Linked DNA regions of Macaca mulatta: region 2 is linked to region 1. A link is a contact called in public Hi-C data. All regions are on one chromosome and are shown on one strand. The core of a region is the stretch at or near the end of the contact, and the rest is flanking DNA. Distances in the headings are between cores, read along the strand shown.

Region 1 (3,645 bases), core at 371-2,870:
TGAAAGAAGGCAGAGGAACTATTAGGTAATCAACTAGAGTATGAATGTCACCACATAAAGATGAACTTCATTTATACATTAATCCAGAATATCTAGGTTCCACTCAAGGTTCAAATGAAAAGATACAGATTTCCCACCTCCTACGAGCCTCTGAATTGACGAATTCAGTGTTCCTTTTTAGATCTCAACCAAGTTGACCCCTTTGCAGAACTTGTCAATGACGCTTATATCCCATCTTCCTAGAAATAACTCTGCCCTTGGCATGTCATTCTTTTCTAGTGCTAAGGAGTGTGGCCTCTGTAGTCAGATTGTATTAGTTCAAATACTGGTTCAGCCACTTACAAACCGTATAATCTAGAGCAAGTTCACTAATCTCTTCAAACCTCAGTTTCTCAATGAGAAAAGGAAAAACAATACTAGTACCTACCTCTATGAGTTCCTGTAAGGACCCATATACATGCTTACAGTGCCTGAAACACAGCAAATGTTAGCGATGATCATATTCTCTTCCTTTATGACTGTTTCGAAAGTCTCCTGATAGCTCTTCTTCCGCTCATACCTCAAAGAACAGTTTTGTTTTCTTGGTCTCATCCATTCCTACGACTTCAGCAGTTGAAAACCCACAAAATATATTTCATTCAATACTAGACCTCACTCTGGAGCTTCAGGGTCCTTCTACACTTTGTGCCTTTACACGCATTTTTCCTTCCATCTGGAAGGCTTCTACCATCTGCCAAGGTAACGCTGCGAGGTCTCACCACAAACTGAATTGATAGTCTCAGGCTGAGTTTGCAGAGAACCAAAGTCACTCCTCTACCATCAGAGTACTCCCCTATCACATACATTATCATCTATTGTAGTTGTCTTTCTACTTATCTGTACCTGGTAACAACAGTAGCTAACGCTCACGAGTGCTCACCGCAGGTCAAGATTATCTCACTTATCTTCACAAGACAGTAGAGCGAGGTCACACGAGTGACAGTCAGAATTCCAACTCCAGCCGTATGCTTCCAGAGCCCAAGCTCTTAACCGCGAGGCTGCAGTTAAAATATCAATCAATGCTCGCTGACTAAAAGTACTAAATACGAAAGAGAGATCAAAAGATGACTGGTCAAGTCGCGTAGTTAAATCTGAACCCTAAGGTGACACGAAAAGAGGATGAGCAAGAGGGAGGGTTCAATTCAGGGCATTTAAAAGGATGAGGTTATTGGCCAAGTCCGCTAGGAACCCGAAGAGAGGCCGGGAAAGATGGAGTGAGGAAAGGAGTCAAGGGAAAGATGGAGTGAGGAGAGGAGTCAAGGGCCGCTCTGGAGGGGTGCATGAGATTGGGGGTCTAGGGAAAGGACAAACTGGATCGCATGCGACTGAATTTTCCAACGCAGGAGCCTCTGCGTTGCCTCTGCGCCCCTACCGTTGTATTCGGAAGGTCAAAGTGGTATCAACCACGGCGATGGCTGCAGCGCAGATCCTGGCTCTTCTCGCCTCCTCCCGCGGCGACGGCTTCTTTTCTCCGTTAGCCACGCAGGTACCTACTCCCGCTTCCGGTTCAAACCCTGCGTGACTGCACAGCGCCCACCTCTGGAAGAAGAAGCAGGGCCGAGCAGCGGCAGAGCACGGTGTGCCCATGCGCGCCAAGCATCACGCGGTCTCCGCGCTCAAAACACTCCCCCAAAACATCCGGCCCGTCGGAGCAAATGCGCCTGCGCCTCGTCCACCAATGGCCAGCGACCTAGCGTTTGCGGCTCGCCCTTCGGCTCGGGATCCGGGGTTCTCACCCGCCGTCCTCACCCTCCTCATCCCCGCCCCTCCAAGTTTGAGGACGGAAGTGACGACAGTTCCAAAGGCGAACGGAGGCGGGTTTCATTTCGGCGCCTTTCTTTCTCTGGCAGAAGCGATTGGCTGGCGTAAAGCGAAAGAGGCGGGACAAATTGCCGCGGGTTCAGTACCGCCACTGGAACCGGGAGATGCGGCGCAGGAGCTGTCGCTGTGTTTGCTTTAACCTGAGTCTTGTTCCTTATTGTGGTTCCTGCTGCGGTTTTGATCATGTTGTTACCCTCGGACGTAGCCCGGCTTGTATTGGGTAAGCGCGGGCTCGGGAAGGAGGGTTATTGGACCCGGCTATGCCGGACACAAGGACCTTTGAGGCCAAAGGTTTTCCCTGGGTTGGGGAAGCTTTAGGGTTTTGCCTCCCAGCTTACGAGTTGAGACTGGCGGTGATTCTTCGTCACTCTGAGGTTCTAGGCAGTTTAAGCTTCTTTGTATGTAGATGCTTCTCTCTTCAGAGGCTGCGTGGCGAGGGGAAGGCCGAGGGGAAGCTCGAGGTGCAACACCTGGAGCCGGATTCGGAGGGAAAGTCAGGCCTCCACAGTTAATTAGGACCCCTGAAAGAGCGTATGTCTGCATGACGGACGGGTTGCGTGTGCTTTAACCTTGGGCGCACTTTCCGTGGTTCATTGCTGGGACCAAAATAGGGCAAAGAGGGACTTCCCCGGCCCCCCATCTTTGTAGGGAGACCTTCCTGGCGCCCTTTTAATTACCCGCCCTTATAACTACGAATTTGGGAGTAAGGGTGATCTTCCTTCTCCATCCTCCACGCAATACGTCGTCCAGTGTAGAGGTGTGAAATGCCACTTGCATATTTTAAAACAGCAATTCCTGTACCTTTGATCAGCAAAAAATTTCAGAGGGTTAATTGCCTTAAATTAGTTGAATGTTTTCTAGCCCTAGTTTTACCTTCATTTGAGGAGGGGTGGTTTGTGGGTCACTTGTCTGTCAGGGTGTATTGTCTGAGTGAGAGACGGGTTTTGTTGTTTGTCCCTTGAAAGAATAAAAAGGATTGTACTACAGGGGACGAGAGTCACGTAAAGCTCAAAACCCGAGCCAGTGATTTACAGACGTCGTATGCGACGTCCTTAAAAGTAAATGGCAAGCATCTGTGATGAAACCTCCCGTAGTATTCGCAGCCATTACTACCATTATTTTATTGTTCGGAAAACCCATTTGTCTTGTGCCTCTTTTAAATGCCCAGCGCTGTCCACAAAAATGTTATTTGCGCAGGGCTCTTGATAAGCTCATTTTGCAGGAAACGTTAAACGGAAATGGTTCCACCATCCATTTTTGAAGAAACTAATGACAAGTTTAAACTGTTTTGTTAATATCTGGTTAATCTTTTGCTTAAGAATTCTGAGTTTTGGCAGTTTGGTAATCTAGTTGAGTTTCGGTAACTGTAGTCTTAGACATGATTTCTCAGCCTCAGTACTGTTAACATTTTGGGCCTAATAATTCTTTATTGTGGGGAGCTATCCTGTGCTCAAACATTGTAGGATTAAAAAGCAGCATTCCTGGCTTCTATTCACTAGATTACAGTAGGACACCCATTCCCCACCCTGCCCTTACCCAGTTGTGATTAGGGAAAATGTCTGTAGGTGTTGCTAGTATGTCCCCTGGAGGGCAGAATCATCCCTAGTTAAGAAAGTCCTAAGAAAGCAGTATCATTTTCTAATTGAAATAATTCGCATCAATTTGTGAGTATTCTTTCTCCACAAACCGGCTACTCTGCTGACTTCCTGCTTTTCATTTAATGGACAAAAAACGCCAGCCATGGTTTTCTTACCTTAAAAATCTTTGTCATTCACATTCCATTTT
Region 2 (3,645 bases), core at 624-3,123, 430 kb before region 1:
CTGCTCCTAGGTTTCTAGTTCTATGGTCTGCTGAGATGGTGGAGCTAGGATATGATAGGCTAAAAATGATCCCAATTTATGTCCATGTATTAACCTCTGGAAGGTATGAATGTTACCTTATATGGCAAAAGTGACTTTTCAGATGTGATTAAAGATCTTGAGATGGGGTGATTATCCTGGATTATGTGTGTAGGCCCTAAACGCAATCACAAGCGTCCTTATAACAGAGGAACACAGGTAGACTGACACAGGAGAAGGCAGAGACTGGAATTATGCAGCCACAAGCCAAGGAATGCCAGCATCCACCAGAAACTACAAGAGGCAAGAAACAGAGTCTCCCCTAGAACCTCTGGAGGGAGCATGTCCCAGCTGACACCCTGATTTTGGCCCAGTGAAACTGACTTCAGATGTGTGGCCTCTGGAACTGTGATACAGTAAGTCTCTGTTGTTGTTGGGTTTTGTTGTTTTTTTGTTTTGAGACAGAGTCTCACTCATGTCACCCCAGCTGGAGTGTAATGGCGCGATCTCAGCTCACTGCAACCTCCACTTCTCGGGTTCAAGCGATTCTCTTGCCTCAGCCTCCTGAGTAGCTAGGATTACAGGCGCCTGCCACTACGCCTGGCTAATTTTTTTGTATTTTTAGTAGAGACGGGGTTTCACCATGTTGGTCAGGCTGGTCTCGAACTCCTGACCTCAAGATCTCTGTTGTTTTAAGCCACCAAGTTTGCGGTAATTTGTTACAATGGCAACTTTAATTCCAAGAATGTTCCATCTATTAAATCCCTGATTGTACTGCACTAGAAGGGGGCTGAGAAGCTGAATGATGTGGGTGAAGGCCAACAAACATGGGATTTAAAGAAAGGGAAAAAAGGAATTGACAGACCTGTGGAGCCTGGAGTTTGGGGAAGAAGTCAGGAGGTCAAAGTGATCGTTACAGGTATACTCATCTGGGAACAACAGCTACAATATGAGGATGATATGTGACAGAAACATACCAGTGATCCAGCTTTTCTAGGCCAATTCTTGGATACGGACATGAAGCCTGTGGAGAAATGAGGTGGGCACAGGAAGGAGCATAGATGATGTTGAGGCATGCAGTCTGGCTTCATGGTTAAAAGCAAAGGCTTTGGGATTAGAAAGACATGGATCTAGCTTCCAATTCCACACCACCTACTAAGCGTGAGAGATTCGGACAAGTTTCATTCCTCTTAGAACCTCAATTCTCCTACCTATTAAGTAGGATTATTAATATCCATACCTCAGATCAAGTCAAACAATTACTGTAAGCACATGGTGACTGCTTTAAAATGCAGGTGTCATTATTACCATTATTGTCATCAGTATTATTACTATGGATATGACTGTAGCTATTACAGGATTAGTCTCCCTACCCTTAGGTACCGCCGCATTTCTATCATTTTTTTAGGAACAGTGTGGCAAGCAGAAGAGTGGCCAGGACGGTGCAGAGGTTTGAGCTGTGGCACCCGGCGTGACCTCCCATTCCCGGCAGGGTCCCGGTGACAGATCCGCCGCCTCCATTCTGCAACCCCTCGCCGCAGTGACACGCCGCCCAGCTGCTGGCCGGCCCGAGCCCCCTCCCCAGCGCCGGCCTCACCTTGTCATAGTTCTGCATGAGGCGGCTGATACCCTCGCGCTCGACTTGCCATTCGGGTTTCTTCAGTTGCTTCCTCAACTGCTTCTTTTTGTTCTGCCTGTGGCTGTGTTTTTTCTTCCAGCGATTGAAGCTCCGCACCGGGTCGGGTCGGGCTCCCGAACCCGGAGAGTCGGCAGTTTTCCCCATTGCGGCGGTGGCGGCAAAATCTCGGTTCACCCGCAGACACGAGACACCTAGGACCAGGATCGCGGAAACAGCATGGGGAAAATGCACAGAGGCGCATGCGCGAACCCAAAAGCCCGCCCCCGAGCTTTTGAAACCGGGGCACGCGCCAACGACGTCAATGAAAAGGAGGGTTGTGACTGGCGAATTGGCTCCTGCAGGGAGGAGCAGTCTGGGGAAACGGGGGCGGACTGAGGGACGCCAGGAGCACGCCGGCTCTTTAAAAAGACGCATGCGCACTGTTGTTGTTACTATGGTGACGTCATACGCTGAACCTTTAAGGGGTGTTCACACATTTACTCCAGGTTCAACTTTGCGAAGCGTTCCTGAGTGTGTGTGTACCCACGTACAAACTGAATGAAAATTTTGACCCTCGTTTTGCACATTTCGGACCAACGAGTCAAAAGATTTGCCCAAAAGTAAACAGCTAATAACCTCTGATTTCCATCCACGGCGTTTGTACTTCCTCAGGAATAAAAATAAATATTCTACATTCTTCTAATGCCCCTCTAGGTTTTCCTTTTCCTCTGGACCCCTCAGACTCTAGCTGCAACAGCAAGGAAACTGGAACGGAATCAAACTGAATTTACCTTAAAATGCTATTATGGAGACAAAATGATAACTAACGTAAAGAAGTAGGTAATAGAGGCCGGGCACAGTGGCTCACACCTGTAATTCCAGCAATTTGGGAGGTCGAGATGAGTGGATCACCTGAGGTCAGGAGTTCGAGACTAGCCTGGCCAATATGGTGAAACCTTGTCTCTACTAAAAATATAAAAATTAGCCAGGCATTGTGGCACACACCTATAATCCCAGCTGCTCTGGAGACTGAGGCAGGAGAATCGCTTGAACCCTGGGGCGGAGGTTATAGTGAGCCAGGATCACCCCACTTCACTACAGCCTGGGCCAAAGAGTGAAACTCCATCAAAAAAAAAAAACGAGGTAATAGAAAAGTTATTGCAAGTTGGCCATTTAAGTGAACTGGCTTTCAATGAATTGAGTTTTTTTGACACATTTACCTACAGCCTCCAGGAAAACACCAGATGGGGTGGGAGAGCTCAGTTGTGGCAAAGGAAATTGGAAAATTGAGTTCAAAGTTCACAGGCAGAATTTTGGGCCCTCAAATTCCCTTTCCAACCCCACATATCCAGATCACTACTCTCAACTCTATGTCCATCCTCCAAACAGGGCATGGCTTACCGGAAGGGAGTGAGGACAGGAGGTGAACTAGTGAATTTCCATACTCAGGGACACTAGATGTGGTAGACAGTAAAGCTCAATAAGGAGCGATTATATAAAAGTATATATACATCTTCAAAAAATTAAAAACAGAACTCTACACCAGCATTTTCACTTCTGGGTGTGTGTAGCCAAAATAAAAGAAAGCAGGGTCTCAGATATTTGCACACCGTGTTCACCACAGCACTATTCACAATCGCTAAAAGATGGAAGCAGCCCAAGTGTCTGTCAACTGATAAATGAGTAAACAAAACATAATAAATACATAAAATGGAATATTATTCAGCCTTCAAAAAGAAGGAATTTCTGACACATGCCACAACGTGGATAAACCTTAAGAATATTAAGCTAAGTGAAATAAGCCAGTCACAAAAGGACAAATACTATATATGGTTCTATTTACGTGAGGTACTTAGAGTTGTCAAAATGATAGAGAGAGAAAGTAGAATGGTGGTTGCCAGGGACTCAGGGAGAGGCCAATGCGGGGGTTACTGTTTAATCAGTACAGAGTTCCAGTTTGGCAAGATGAAAAGAGTTCTGCCAATTGGTTGCACAACAATGAGAATGTA

The links. Hi-C and Micro-C count contacts between places; a contact is called where the count stands out from the background.
Region 2: a Hi-C map of fetal cortex germinal zone shows a contact between it and region 1, with 3 times the contacts expected there. The contact joins the promoter of DDX10 here to the promoter of ATM in region 1. A contact is called at or near these places in 2 of 14 Hi-C or Micro-C datasets (fetal cortex germinal zone and fetal cortical plate).

What each region holds. Positions count from the first base shown.
Region 1 is chr14:109,072,530-109,076,174 of T2T-MMU8v2.0, reverse strand. ATM (ATM serine/threonine kinase) reads right to left here and starts at 1,620. Exons shown (of 63, transcript XM_015115608.3): 1 at 1,412-1,620. NPAT (nuclear protein, coactivator of histone transcription) reads left to right here and starts at 1,942. Exons shown (of 18, transcript XM_015115607.3): 1 at 1,942-2,080. The coding sequence starts at 2,044.
Region 2 is chr14:109,502,015-109,505,659 of T2T-MMU8v2.0, reverse strand. It overlaps DDX10 (DEAD-box helicase 10), which reads right to left and starts at 1,873. Exons shown (of 19, transcript XR_013404274.1): 1 at 1,616-1,873.